2 separate regions of the Pan troglodytes genome follow, and region 2 is linked to region 1. A link is a contact called in public capture Hi-C data. All regions are on one chromosome and are shown on one strand. Each heading gives the region's core, a stretch centred on a gene start, on an enhancer-like site or on the middle of the called end of the contact. The rest is flanking DNA. Distances are from core to core; before and after follow the strand shown.

Evidence for each region. Capture Hi-C pulls out chosen DNA fragments and counts their contacts.
Region 2: a contact with region 1 is called in a capture Hi-C map of stem cell-derived neural stem cells, with 2.3 times the contacts expected there. The contact joins two enhancer-like sites. A contact is called at or near these places in 1 of 1 datasets of contacts at active chromatin or transcription factors (stem cell-derived excitatory neurons) and 1 of 1 other capture datasets (stem cell-derived neural stem cells).

What each region holds. Positions count from the first base shown.
Region 1 is chr3:187,289,377-187,295,442 of NHGRI_mPanTro3-v2.0_pri, reverse strand. SORBS2 (sorbin and SH3 domain containing 2) reads left to right here. Exons shown (of 31, transcript XM_016952610.4): 11 at 427-493; 12 at 1,328-1,372; 13 at 3,503-3,692. Among named protein-coding and RNA genes, the nearest start is that of PDLIM3, 120 kb to the right of the region's middle. Within about 2 kb of position 1,667, at least 5 of the 24 cell types and tissues checked have an H3K27ac peak or open chromatin away from gene starts, as enhancers often do. A contact at or near this core is called in stem cell-derived neural stem cells, where this site is marked.
Region 2 is chr3:187,457,966-187,464,002 of NHGRI_mPanTro3-v2.0_pri, reverse strand. All of the region lies in intron 1 of SORBS2 (sorbin and SH3 domain containing 2), which reads left to right. Among named protein-coding and RNA genes, the nearest start is that of SORBS2, 140 kb to the left of the region's middle. Within about 2 kb of position 1,567, at least 1 of the 24 cell types and tissues checked has an H3K27ac peak or open chromatin away from gene starts, as enhancers often do. A contact at or near this core is called in stem cell-derived neural stem cells, where this site is marked.

The sequences.
Region 1 (6,066 bases), core at 418-2,917:
CCCAGTTAATTCTGAAAACACTGTCTTACAGAACATTCAATAAAAAGCATCTAAGGATAATGATCATTATCTACCAAAAGGAGTTAAACAAATTAGTACAACAATAACTTACATTAAGTGAACTTTATATATTTGTGCAAATATCAACTCTCTAGTGCTGGGTACAGCTATAACTTGAAAAAATAAAACCATAGCATCTAATGTTCCAACTCAGCCTAAATTCAAACACAAGGCCATATGTTTACAAACTGCACACATAACTAAGTAAATTGCTGAAATTGTCATGAAGCCATAGCAAAGAGTCAGAACATTTTATCACAGAATGGGACTCTGTTATTAAGAACATAAAATAGAGAAATGAAAACACTGAGAAGCGATGTTGATTGGAAGCCAGTTTGTAACCACTGGATGCTCTCTTCATTACAGACAGTCGACCGGCCCAAGGACTGGTACAAGACGATGTTTAAGCAAATTCACATGGTGCACAAGCCGGGTATGTCTGCTGCTCTGCTTTCTGATGAGGTCCTTGTGGGTTGAAGGGAGTACATTCGTCTTTTGCATCGGTTTGATTCACACACAATGTCAAGACCCCAGCAAACTCCGTGTCCCCTTTGTTTTCAGCATGTCTCCTGTTCTCCTTCTGTCACCCCTCCGGTGACAGATCCCTGTGCCTCTGCCTCCCACCTGAGCTGCCAAGAAGCCTCCCCATGGAGGACAACCAGGCACTCTGGCCTCAGCCCTCCATCCTCCCCTGTCCACAGTCTAAATTGGTGTGTTGCCTGGGTGAAAAACACATTGTTCCTCTGTCCACCCCTGTCTGCTCTCATCAGGAGAGTGAGCCTGCGCGGGTCTGCCTGAGCCTGCTCTGTAGACAGGAGACCACTAAAGCACTTAGTAAAGGAAATTTGCGATCCAGAGCAGAGAGGGTTCTGGGGAAGCGAGGACAAGGGCCTGACTTTGCATGCTATGAAGAGGGCAGCAAGACAAATATGTTACAGACAAAAAAGGGCAGTTTGCAGAGGCCTGTGGTGGCACACACCTGTAATCCCAGCTACTCAGAAGGCTAATGTGGGAGAATGATTTGAGCCCAGGGGTTGGAGGTTTGGAGACTGCAGTAAGCAATGATCACCACTGCACTCCAGAATGGACGACAGGGTAAAACCCTGTCTCTTTAAAAAAAAAGAAAGAAAGAAAGAAAATGGCATTATGAACTAGGAAAAATACATTGCTTTTCTAACAAATTTCTGTTGTTTGTCTGAAGTTCTGCTGTCTCGTTGTCCTTTGGTGACAATCTATATTACCATAATATTTATGTTTCATTTTCTAGATGATGACACAGACATGTATAATACTCCTTATACATACAATGCAGGTAGGATGGGTTTCCTTGCTCGCAATGACTATTTTATGCTCAGCAATGTTTGGAAGAACGACACGGTCACCTTTTTTCCCCTTTTGTTTGAGCACGTGTTTTCAGTTCATATATTAGGAGGAGGATTTCTTTTCTTTTCTCAGAGCATGCGTAACAAAAGGATTGACTTTTCTCATGGAAATGAGAACTAATACTGGTTTATCTCATTCATTCCCACTATTGGTTTATTCTCAGCTTCAGGAATGTTTAACCAAAGTGTGAAGGATAGGCTGAAAGGACACACTGTAACCCAGGGTACAAAATAAGATAAAGATCTTTTATCTGCAGAGAGAATGATTACAATTGTGTAAGATCTTTCAGATACACTTCACCAAAAACAAGTCAAACAAAGTATTCTGTGACCTTGTCCCTGCCTTTTGCTCCAAAATGCAACCATTCATTGAAAGAGTTTAAAAATCCCCCTTGGCGGGGCCACTTTTCTGACTCAGAATTGCCAGTGGTCACAATAGAATGGCTTCAGTTCCAGGCACTGCCACTTGGATTGGCGAGCCTTGGTATCTCGTGCAGGGGTCTGCAGGCTGGAAGGAGGGACCCCTGACACATGTTTTTCCCTTCATCACTTTCTCCTGAGTGTTGCCTTGGGATTCTGCCCAGGGCTCCTCTCCCTGCCCAGTCACAGGCTCAGGACAGGTGCACAACTATTTTTTTTCTTCTTTCTTTAGACCAGGCTCGGAGGCTGGCACTGCTCCCCTCCCCTTCAGCAGCTGCAACCTCACTTGGGGTCCTCTGGGCAGCCTGGGGTCGCATGATCCTCCTGTTCTGCACCCCTGGAGACCACATTCAGGCCCTTTAACTATTTGGGATTGTGCTCCTATCTCCAAAGACAAATTGATAGAGGGAAAATCAGTAGAACAAACTCAGCAAGCCCTCTGGGTTTAAGTCTTGGCTCGCCCCACTGATAGCTTGAGGCCCACAAAGATGTTTCCCTTAATTTCATCCCTGCTCCCACGCCCACCAAACTCACCTCCTTTATTTAGCTCAAAAGTTGAAGTCCAACTGTTGAATCCAAGCAAAACTGTAAGTGTAGATGTTGTCTCTTTTCATTTGCTGTGGAAATGTGCATGGACTTTCAGGAGAAGCGAACGGGTACAAATAGAATTAGCTCCAATGATTGGGTGCAGGAAAATTTAGAATTTTTATAACTGTTTTAATATTGAGGTTTGTGTCACATTAGTGATTAGTGAATGGAACAGCAGTGACATATTACTTTGTACAGCCCTACAAGCTGATCATTTGATCAGTGGACGAGTCAACTGCAGCTAGTCTCTTTGCTCTCTACTAACCGTGCAAGCCATGGCTTCACACCTTGCACTTTTCTGCCTTTTTTTCTATACCATCCCTGCTCCCCTCTTGCCCTGCTCACTGAAACTCATTCAGGGCTGACTCTGGACTCTTGGGTTCCATAATACCTTCTCTGAGCAATCTACCACCTACTAACATCCTTTAATTCTTACTATGTGTTTTCTTCATTTGGTCTTTATTATCTTTTACCAATTATTTTCCATCATAATTCTATTTGTGTCTGATTATCCCAGGTGCACTCTAAGCATATTGAGGACTCATGTTTCCTTGTACCTTGCACAGCACTTTATAAACACAACTGTGTGCAATATTTTGTTTGACTACAATTAGCATGTCAATTTTCATATGTAAATCAGGGTTTTTAAATTATTAGAAGATATTTGGAAACAGTTCCGTTTTTAATCTTGCTCTGAAAACTGAACCATTTTCTTAGTGTATACAATTGAAGAGAAAATTTGCTGAGTGCTTATAAGTTTATTCCTAGTACCAGTCTGAATTATTACTAGTTCTGAAATAATTGACAAAGATTTACTGTAATCAGGGCTTAGGTACAGAATAAATTTGTAATTAATAAATTAATGGAAATTAGTACATTAATATTAATAAATTAATAGGAAACTACCTTCTAATGTATGCATTATGAATATGCTTATTGATAATAATTTCTATGCAATCATTGGCTATTTTGAGGGGGACAAATAATTTAATTCATTTTTAAGAGGTTATTTGCTTCTGTTTTTTGTCTGCTTTTGTTTTTTGTCATGATAGGTCTGTACAACCCACCCTACAGTGCTCAGTCACACCCTGCTGCAAAGACCCAAACCTACAGACCTCTTTCCAAAAGCCACTCTGACAACAGCCCCAATGCCTTTAAGGATGTGTCCTCCCCAGTGCCTCCCCCACATGTTCCACCTCCAGTCCCACCGCTTCGACCAAGAGATCGGTCTTCAACAGAAAAGTAAGGCATTTCCCCCCAGGGTGGCCTGTATTTCGCTTAGGATAAAAATAAGGCTGTATGGCATTCAGTAGAAGAATCAGTGCACCTGTCACAGAGAGAGTGGATGTATAATCTTGCTAGTCTATACATATACCATATTGACCTCCTCTGCTGAGATTGTAGCAAATGTTTTCCCTGTCTTGTTTCATGATACTGGAGTGCCCTAAATTAGACTTGAAGTAATATGGACACATTTTCTGCTTTTTGATCAATACATACATATAAGAGACAAGTAAATAGAAATAATGGACATGTACTTCCTTTGGTGTACCAGGCTACAGGCTATGCAGTTCATTTTCTGTTTCCCCAGGTCTATTAATAAGAGACATTTTTGAAAGCAAGGAAAGTTATTCAAAAATCATAATGAGGCATTAGTTAATAAGTGTCTGTGACTTGTTTCTACCAGTTTTTCAAGCTAATACGAGTTTTCCTTTCTCCACTGAAATATTTTTATACAAACTATCTGCATGAAAATAAAAATTTATAAACACTTTTTTATTGTGTTATTTTTACTGGGATTATGACTAATACTTCTACTTATAGGTAACCTTCATTGAGCGCTCATTACAAGCCAAGCACTAGGCTAAGTGCTTTTTCTGTGTCATATCATTTGATTCCGAGAACAACCCAGTGAGATACTTTCTATTTTAAAGAGGAAGAAACTGCAGTTTAGAAAATGGTAGGAACTTACTCAGCTCATGCAGCTCGTTATGTCCAAGCCAGGGTCCAAGCTCAGCTCTGATTAAACCCAAGGCCTATGCTATCCTAGCAATTAATAAATAAGAATATAACAATTATTTCTTATTAATACTGGTTAAGTGTTATCATACCCATTCCAGAAAAATTGTATTCAACACCCCGTTGTACCATTAAGAGTAATTGATGATCAGGCCAGGCGTGGTGGCTCATGCCTGTAGTCCCAGCACTTTTTTTTTTTTTTTAAATGGAGTCTCACTCTGTTACCCAGGCTGGAGTGCAATGGTGTGATCTTGTCTCACTGCAACCTCCGACTCCCGGGTTCAAGCAATTACCAAGTAGCTGGGATTACAGGCACCAGCCACCACGCCCGGCTAATTTTTGTATGGTGTTTCACCACCTTGGCCAGGATGGTCTTAACTCCTGACCTCGTGATCCACCTACCTTGGCTTCCCAAAGTGCTAGGATTACAGGCATGAGTCACTGCACCCAGCCAGTCCCAGCATTTTGGGAAGCCATGGTGTGTGGATTGCCTGAGGCCAGAGGTTCGAGACTGGCCTGGCCAACATGGCGAAATCCCATCTTCACTAAAAAAAAAACAAATAAAAATTTTATAATAGAGTAATTGATGATCATATAGGGCACAGCATCCCACCAAAACACACACATCGTGTGTGAAAGGGGTCTCATTTTAATACCAATCTCCTCAGGATGATTATGTGAGGCCTTAAAATTGAGAAACAGTTTTCTAGACACAAATTGTTATCTTTGTCATCAAAAAATAACCAAAATTAACGTTTTGATTTAAAGGTATTACCCATCTGATATGTTTTGTTAAAATTAAATATCTCATTAAAACATATGATAACCTCCTAAAAAATTCCATATGGCTTTCATATGTATTATCTCATGTAATGCTCAAAACTCCTCTGCAAGGAAGAACAACACATTACTGCTGTCTGTGTTTTACACAAATGGAAAAAAATGAAGACTGAGAAAGTTTAAGGGGTCTTGCTCCATATCACTCATGAATTTAGTAGAAAGCTAGGGCTTGCCCCTAATTCTGTCTCTTAGAGTGTTTCTATTTCCAACGGGCCATGGAGCAAGAATTTCATTCCATTCCATGGAAGCAGAATTACCCCCATCTACAGTCAGAAAATCCTTCCTCCTAAAAATCATGGCCCCTGGGAGGCTGAGGAGAGAGGATGGCTTGAGCCCAGGAGTTTGAGTGAGATGGCAGCGAGCTATGATCACACCACTGCACTCCAGCCTGGGCAACAGAGGAAGACTCTGTCTCGAAAAAAAAGAAAAAAAAAAGAAGCCTTCTTCTTTAGCTCAGCAGCCTAGAAAAGCTTAATTTTGTGAAACCCTTTTTTGAAGCTTTCCTTCGTAAGTCTTCTGACAGCCTCTTGGAAGATATTCCTTGGGGGAAAAGTGCTGGTTCCCATGAGTGAGATGTTTGACTCTGGTTTTTCAAGGCTCACACCAAAAGACGACCTCCTGTTCCACACTGCCTGCTCTGGTGCACGCCAACCCACATGACACTTCTGTACTCTTCCCAAGCGATGATCCCACTTCAAGAAATAAGATCAAACATGGTGTGTGCATTACTCCTTGTCACTTTGGATCAAGGATCACA
Region 2 (6,037 bases), core at 318-2,817, 170 kb before region 1:
ATTTTAAGAATATTGTAGCCAACTAATTTCACTTCTTTCTTTTTTCTATACACAGAGTGATAGAGGATGAAATTTAATCTCAATACATTTGAAACATCTCTTCCAACAAATAATAATAAGACTCAAAAAATAACATCGTGTTACAATTTCATTGGCAGCAGTTTTTTTCCTTTTTGGTGGAACATAAAATAGTGGTATGTCTTATAATTTATGGGTCCTTCATTTTGTTGATATCTCCTCGGGCAACTAATATGAATACCTTGCACAGAAGAAGGTGTTCGAGACATGTTTCGTAATAATGACGACTAATAAAAGCGACCAAAACATCAAACCATGTGAATTACTCCATTAAAATGTATTTCCCAGGTAAATGGGTCCTAGCGCTCCTATTCTAAAATGCAAGAATGATCACATCTGTGTTCTTTTTATGACTCTATGGTGGGGCTGAGTGTGGTGGCACACGCTTGTAATCCCAACACTTTGGGAGGCTGAGGTGGGCAGATCACCTGAGGTCAGGAGTTCGAGACCAGCCTGGCCAACATGGCGAAACCCTGTCTCTACTAAAAATACAAAAATTAGCTGGGTGTGGTGGCGTGCACCTGTAATCCCAGCTACTCGGGAGGCTGAGGCAGGAGAATCCCTTGAACCCAGGAGGTGGAGGTGGCAGTGAGCTGAGATGGAGCCACTGCACTCCAGCCTAGGAGACAGAGCGAGACTCCATCTCAAAAAAAGAAACAAACATAAAAACAACTCAATGGTGGCTTGTTATTTCCAGGAAGATAAGGCCCAAAGTTCTTACCACGAAAAACAAGGTGTTTGACAAACAGTGACCCTTCCACCCTGTCCACCTCGCCTCTGCTTCCTGCCACAACACAGGCTTCTGTGCCACTCCACCTCTCAGTCACAGCTGCCACTTCCTCACCTGGAAGTCCTGTCCCTGGCTTCCCAGGCAGGCGAACTCCTCTTCAGCCACTTGACTCAGCTCGCGTGCGGCCCCTTGGTGAGGCGCGGGACGGTTCATTTGTTGCCTCTGCTCCCCTTGCCCCCCGGGCGTGGGCAAATCACACTGGAACATCACTATTCGTTCCCTTACGTTCACCCACCCAGAAGGTGGGCAGTGCTTTAGTAATCTGACCCGTGATGCGGATCTTCTTGGGTTCGTTCAGGTTGAAGAAATGTTTGTTGGATTGAATCAAGGGGTGGCCTTAAGGGGCAGATAGAATTCATTCACCTGGGACCCATGCGGCCCAGTCATCCATTCACTTGTTCATTCGGCATTTCTGTATCCACAGCCCAGGTACCATACTGAGCCCTGGAAGCAGGGTCAAAACAAAACAGAAATGATCTCTGCTGTCCTGCAGTTTATAATCTCGCGGGACAGACAGAGATTAAGTAAATAAAAGCACAAGTAAATGTGCAGCGTGTGAAGTCCCGGGGCTGCCAGGACTCTGCTACAGAACTCTTAAAGAACGAGGTGGCTCTTTTCTTAGAGGGCCCTGTGTGTGCGCTGAGACGCTGTCTGCAAGGCCTCCGCAGGTGCTTCCCCGCAGGCGAGGTGTCCGCGCACGCTGCTCCCTAGCCTCTGTCCCTGTCCCTCTGTGGTCTCAGCTCCCTACTCCTTCCCCAGCTGCAGGACTTGGGCACACCATGCCCCTCCTCTGAAGGCCAGCCCTGCCCTGCCAGCCCCTTGGCATCTGGTCGATAAAGTCCCCACTAGATTCTATGAAAAGGTTAAATGAGGGAAAGAAATAGGGCTACCGAGAGAATAGGAAACTGGTGCCAATTTAAATTAAAGGGTAGGGGAGGACACCAGCCCGGAAGGAAAGCAGGAGGCAGAAGCGAAAAGGCCTCCTGCTGGCTGTTCACACGGCGCCGCGCTGTCCAGGTGAAGTTGCAGGGAGCCTGCGAGAAGTTCCCACTGATGACACTAGTGCCTGTTTCTCCTTTGCTGAAGCCCACTGGCCCTCACCGTCTGGACCATTCTTTTGATGAACACATGCATTTGTGTTGCTTTTGGACGCTCTGGTCCACGTCCAGCTGATGTTTCCCACGGTATTGGAAGGTCCCGGAGGTCCGTGCCCACCCAGTGCTGCACCATAAATCAAAGACACAACATTCAAGATAATACCTAATACCCTTTTATGCTAATTAATGGATTTAATTGCCACAACCGCCCTCAGAATTAGATAATATTATCATCCTTTCTTATTCATGAGGAAACAGAAGCACAAAGAGGTTAGGCAGTTTGCATATCACACAGCTAACAAATTGCAGAATGTTTGAATCCACACCATTTACTTATTTGTTCCATAGTGAATGAACAAGTATACTTTGAGATATTGATATGAAACCAGTATAAGGAGAGATGGCAATGCTTTGAGTCTGTGCTGAGGAGATAAGCACAGTGGCTGGATAGGCAAGGACACCCCCAGGCAGGAATGAAGGAAGGGTGCTTCCTCAACCCACCGAGTCAGCCTGGGTGATCCCTGCACTGACAGGTGACCAGCCAGGAATAAAGGCTCACTGACAATGTCCAGAAATGAGATAGTACTTTCTTTGTACCCAGGCTGACATGAGCTGGCAGAGGCAGCTTGTTGTCTATCCACTCCCTATTATCAATTTGTTTCTCAGTAGTAGAACACTGGTTTACCTGGGACCAAAAGGCGTCCAGCTGAAAAGACCACGTTTTTGAGACTTACTTATCACTCAGGATGCAATGAGATATCAGCAGAAGTGCTGGGTGGGAGGTGGGGAAAAGCTCCTTCAAAGAGGCCAACTCAAGCGGAAAATGTGCCCCTTGGCTCTCCCTCTCCTCTTCTTGCCTGGAACATGGACCTGATGGCTGGAGCACAAGTAGCCATTCTGGACCACAAGGATTCTTGAGGATAGAAACCAGTTTCAAAAGATGACAGAACAGAGGGTAGGAGCTGGAGTCCTAATAATCATGAGGCCAATTTTCTACTAGCCTAGAACTCCTTATTTCTCAATCCTTCAAGTGAGAGAAAAATATAGCTCTGTCTCTTGTAAGCCCTGTTATTTGAGCTTTCTCTCCTACGCAGCCAGTCCTAATCCTGTGATAAGACTTACTCATGTGTTACCAAAAATTGAAACACAACTTGAGTTTGCTTCCAATTGTTGGAAGCAAATCATGTCTTTAATGAAGGAAAGATATAGGAAAGAGTCCACATGCCAAGAGAATAATGGGTCCTTCAAGATGCAGGTCAGGTATCAGCTCTCAGATAAATTTTTTAAAATCCACCTTTATGCCTATAGGAAAGTTGGTTGTGGAATGATTTTTCATGCTACTTTAAACCTCACAAGGAATGTTTCTTTTTTTTTTTTTTTTGAGACAGAGTCTTGTTCTGTCACCCAGGCTGGAGTGCAGTGGCACGATCTCGGCTCACAGCAACCTCCGCCTCCTGGGTTCATGCCATTCTCCTGCCTCAGCCTCCCAAGTAGCTGGGACTACAGGCGCCCGCCACCACGCCCAGCTAATTTTTTGTATTTTTAGTAGAGATAGGGTTTCACCATGTTAGCCAGGATGGTCTCGATCTCCTGACCTCTCACAAGGAATGTTTCTAATAGTCTTCCTTTGATGCACGAAATGTCCAGAAGAATGTTCTCAGTTCAACGCAATGATCTGGCAATTAGGATGCCAGAGTCTGACTTTTAAAAACATAGGCTGCCGGGCACGGTGGCTCACGCCTGTAATCCCAGCACTTTGGGAGGGCAAGGCAGGTGGATCACAAGGTCAGGAGATGGAGACCATCCTGGCTAACATGGTGAAACTCTGTTTCTACTAAAAATACAAAAAATTAGCCTGGTGTGGTGGCGGGCACCTGTAATCCCAGCTACTCGGGAGGCTGAGGCAGGAGAATCGCTTGAACCCAGGAGGCGGAGATTGCAGTGAGCCAAGATTGTGCCATTGCACTCCAGCCTGGGCGACAGAGCAAGACTCCGTCTCAAAAACAAACAAACAAACAAACACATAGGCACTGAATTCTGACCTGGGTAGGCTTAGTAAAATAATTACCATTCTGGGTTATAGCTCCCATCCAATATTCTGCAAGCACGCATAGTTTATTTTTCCTACCTGCACATGCTGTCACTGTCAGGCCTTTAACTGAACATCTACTATTTCCAGTGTGGATTGGGGATTTTTATTTTTCAACAATATTTTCCACTTGTTGTTGGACCGTTGGATCCTAAAACGTGTACCTGATTGTATTAATACATCACTCGGGCCCATCTTATTATCTTGACCAATGATTCTTACTGATCATGTATTTCAGAAGCACTTCTAGAAGACACAAGGTGACCCTCTAATTTTCACTTCTTTTGAGATTTGCACATTTGGCAGCTGAGGGCTTTAGCATGAGCCTCTTCAGAGTTTACGGAAGCTGCCCAGTTTCACCCAGCACCTTCTAGTTTGTTTCAGTAGCTCAGGTGAAACCAGAAGCATTTGTTTTAAAATCCTTCTTGCCAGGTTTTGTTTGCTGAGCCTGGTGCGTTTCGTTACTAATTCAATAATGCCATGACGGCAGAGCCCAGTGCTTTTTCTGTACTGGATATGGTGGCACGTTGCCCGGAAGTACCTGGGGGCCACTGCTGCCACAGGACACAATGCTAAGTGGGAAAGGTCATGGGAGCTACACTCTATTAATGTGGTCAGAGTGCCTCTCCAAGAACAAAGTGTGGCCCCTCACAGGAGCGTGAAAGCAGCCAGCCCTCTCTTTCCAGGTCGCTTTTTAAGCTTATCATTATGAAGTATAAACAGTCAAATTCCTTGGGAGCAAGTGCAGCCTTTTCTGTATTGCTTGCAGAATCTCTCCCCACTGCAGGTTTAATAAAAGCCAGGAGTACTTTTCTCTAGCTACAGCAAGATGTATTTATATGTTTGGGACTGGTTAGCAGGGCTGTGGGAGGGGGTTAATTGTGGGTGGTTTTTGTTTTCTTTTGTTATTACTGGATAACACCATTATTTTTTCCCCACCTGGTACTGACACATATTAACACACATTTTACGATAAAGTAGTTCCTGTAAGCTGCTGCAATCATAGTCATTTGCAAACCCAAAGCTTGATAAACCTGAAATATTTAAAACAATGTTGTTATTATTAGCCAGTAAAGACCAGGCTCTCCAGACTTAGGACTAGCTGAAACTTCTTCCTGTACCTCTTGCCACATTTTCCTTATTCCTCTTAACCTAGAGAGTATACAGAACTTCTAGGGGGTTCTAGGAACAACTAATGGGCTACACAGAGTATTTTTGTGTTAATAGGTTTGGCTTTCTCTCCAGTTTGTTAAACAGTTTTTTATTGCTGATGTTTACGTTCTTATCATTTGCCCTCTGGCAAGGTTTTGTTCTTCTATAATCATTTTCTCATTTTAAATTCATTTGATAAGTGAATTTCCAAAAACCCTCAACTCTGCTGGGTTTGTTTTGGTTTTGGGCACCTCTGATTTATAAAAGTCATTCTGGATACTGATCAGGGTCATACTTCTTCAGGGGATATGAACGCATTTGATTAGTAGCCTGTGGGTCAGTCTGCTTTCCAGCATATATTTCTTGGGGTTGGAATCATAGAAATAAATCCAATTTGCTTGACTGAGATACTTCAATCCTCCTCCTAAGTCAGTTGTCACATTTCCCATCAATGTCCTATTTTGACATTGTTCACGTCACTGTGAGTGAGAGTAACTAAATATGCAAGGTTTAGGAATAACCTTTGGGATATTCTATTTTATTTGTTTTAGGAATTAGAAAATTCAATCTAAGCTTTACAAAAGTCTTTGCTACCTCATAAACAAACCATGCTTCAATTCCAGTCTCTAAGTTAAGTCATACGACGTGTTTCTTTGTTGTGCCAGGGACCAGATCCTTTGGTGGGTCCCAGCTGTGGAGTCTGCAGCAGAAGATGTGACTAGAGAAGAATCTATTGCTTCAAGCAGTGATGATTTTGTTGAATTAAGGAAACAGACTAATAAGGATTTCAAAATATGAACCAGAGGATAAATGGTTTAAGATCAGAATACA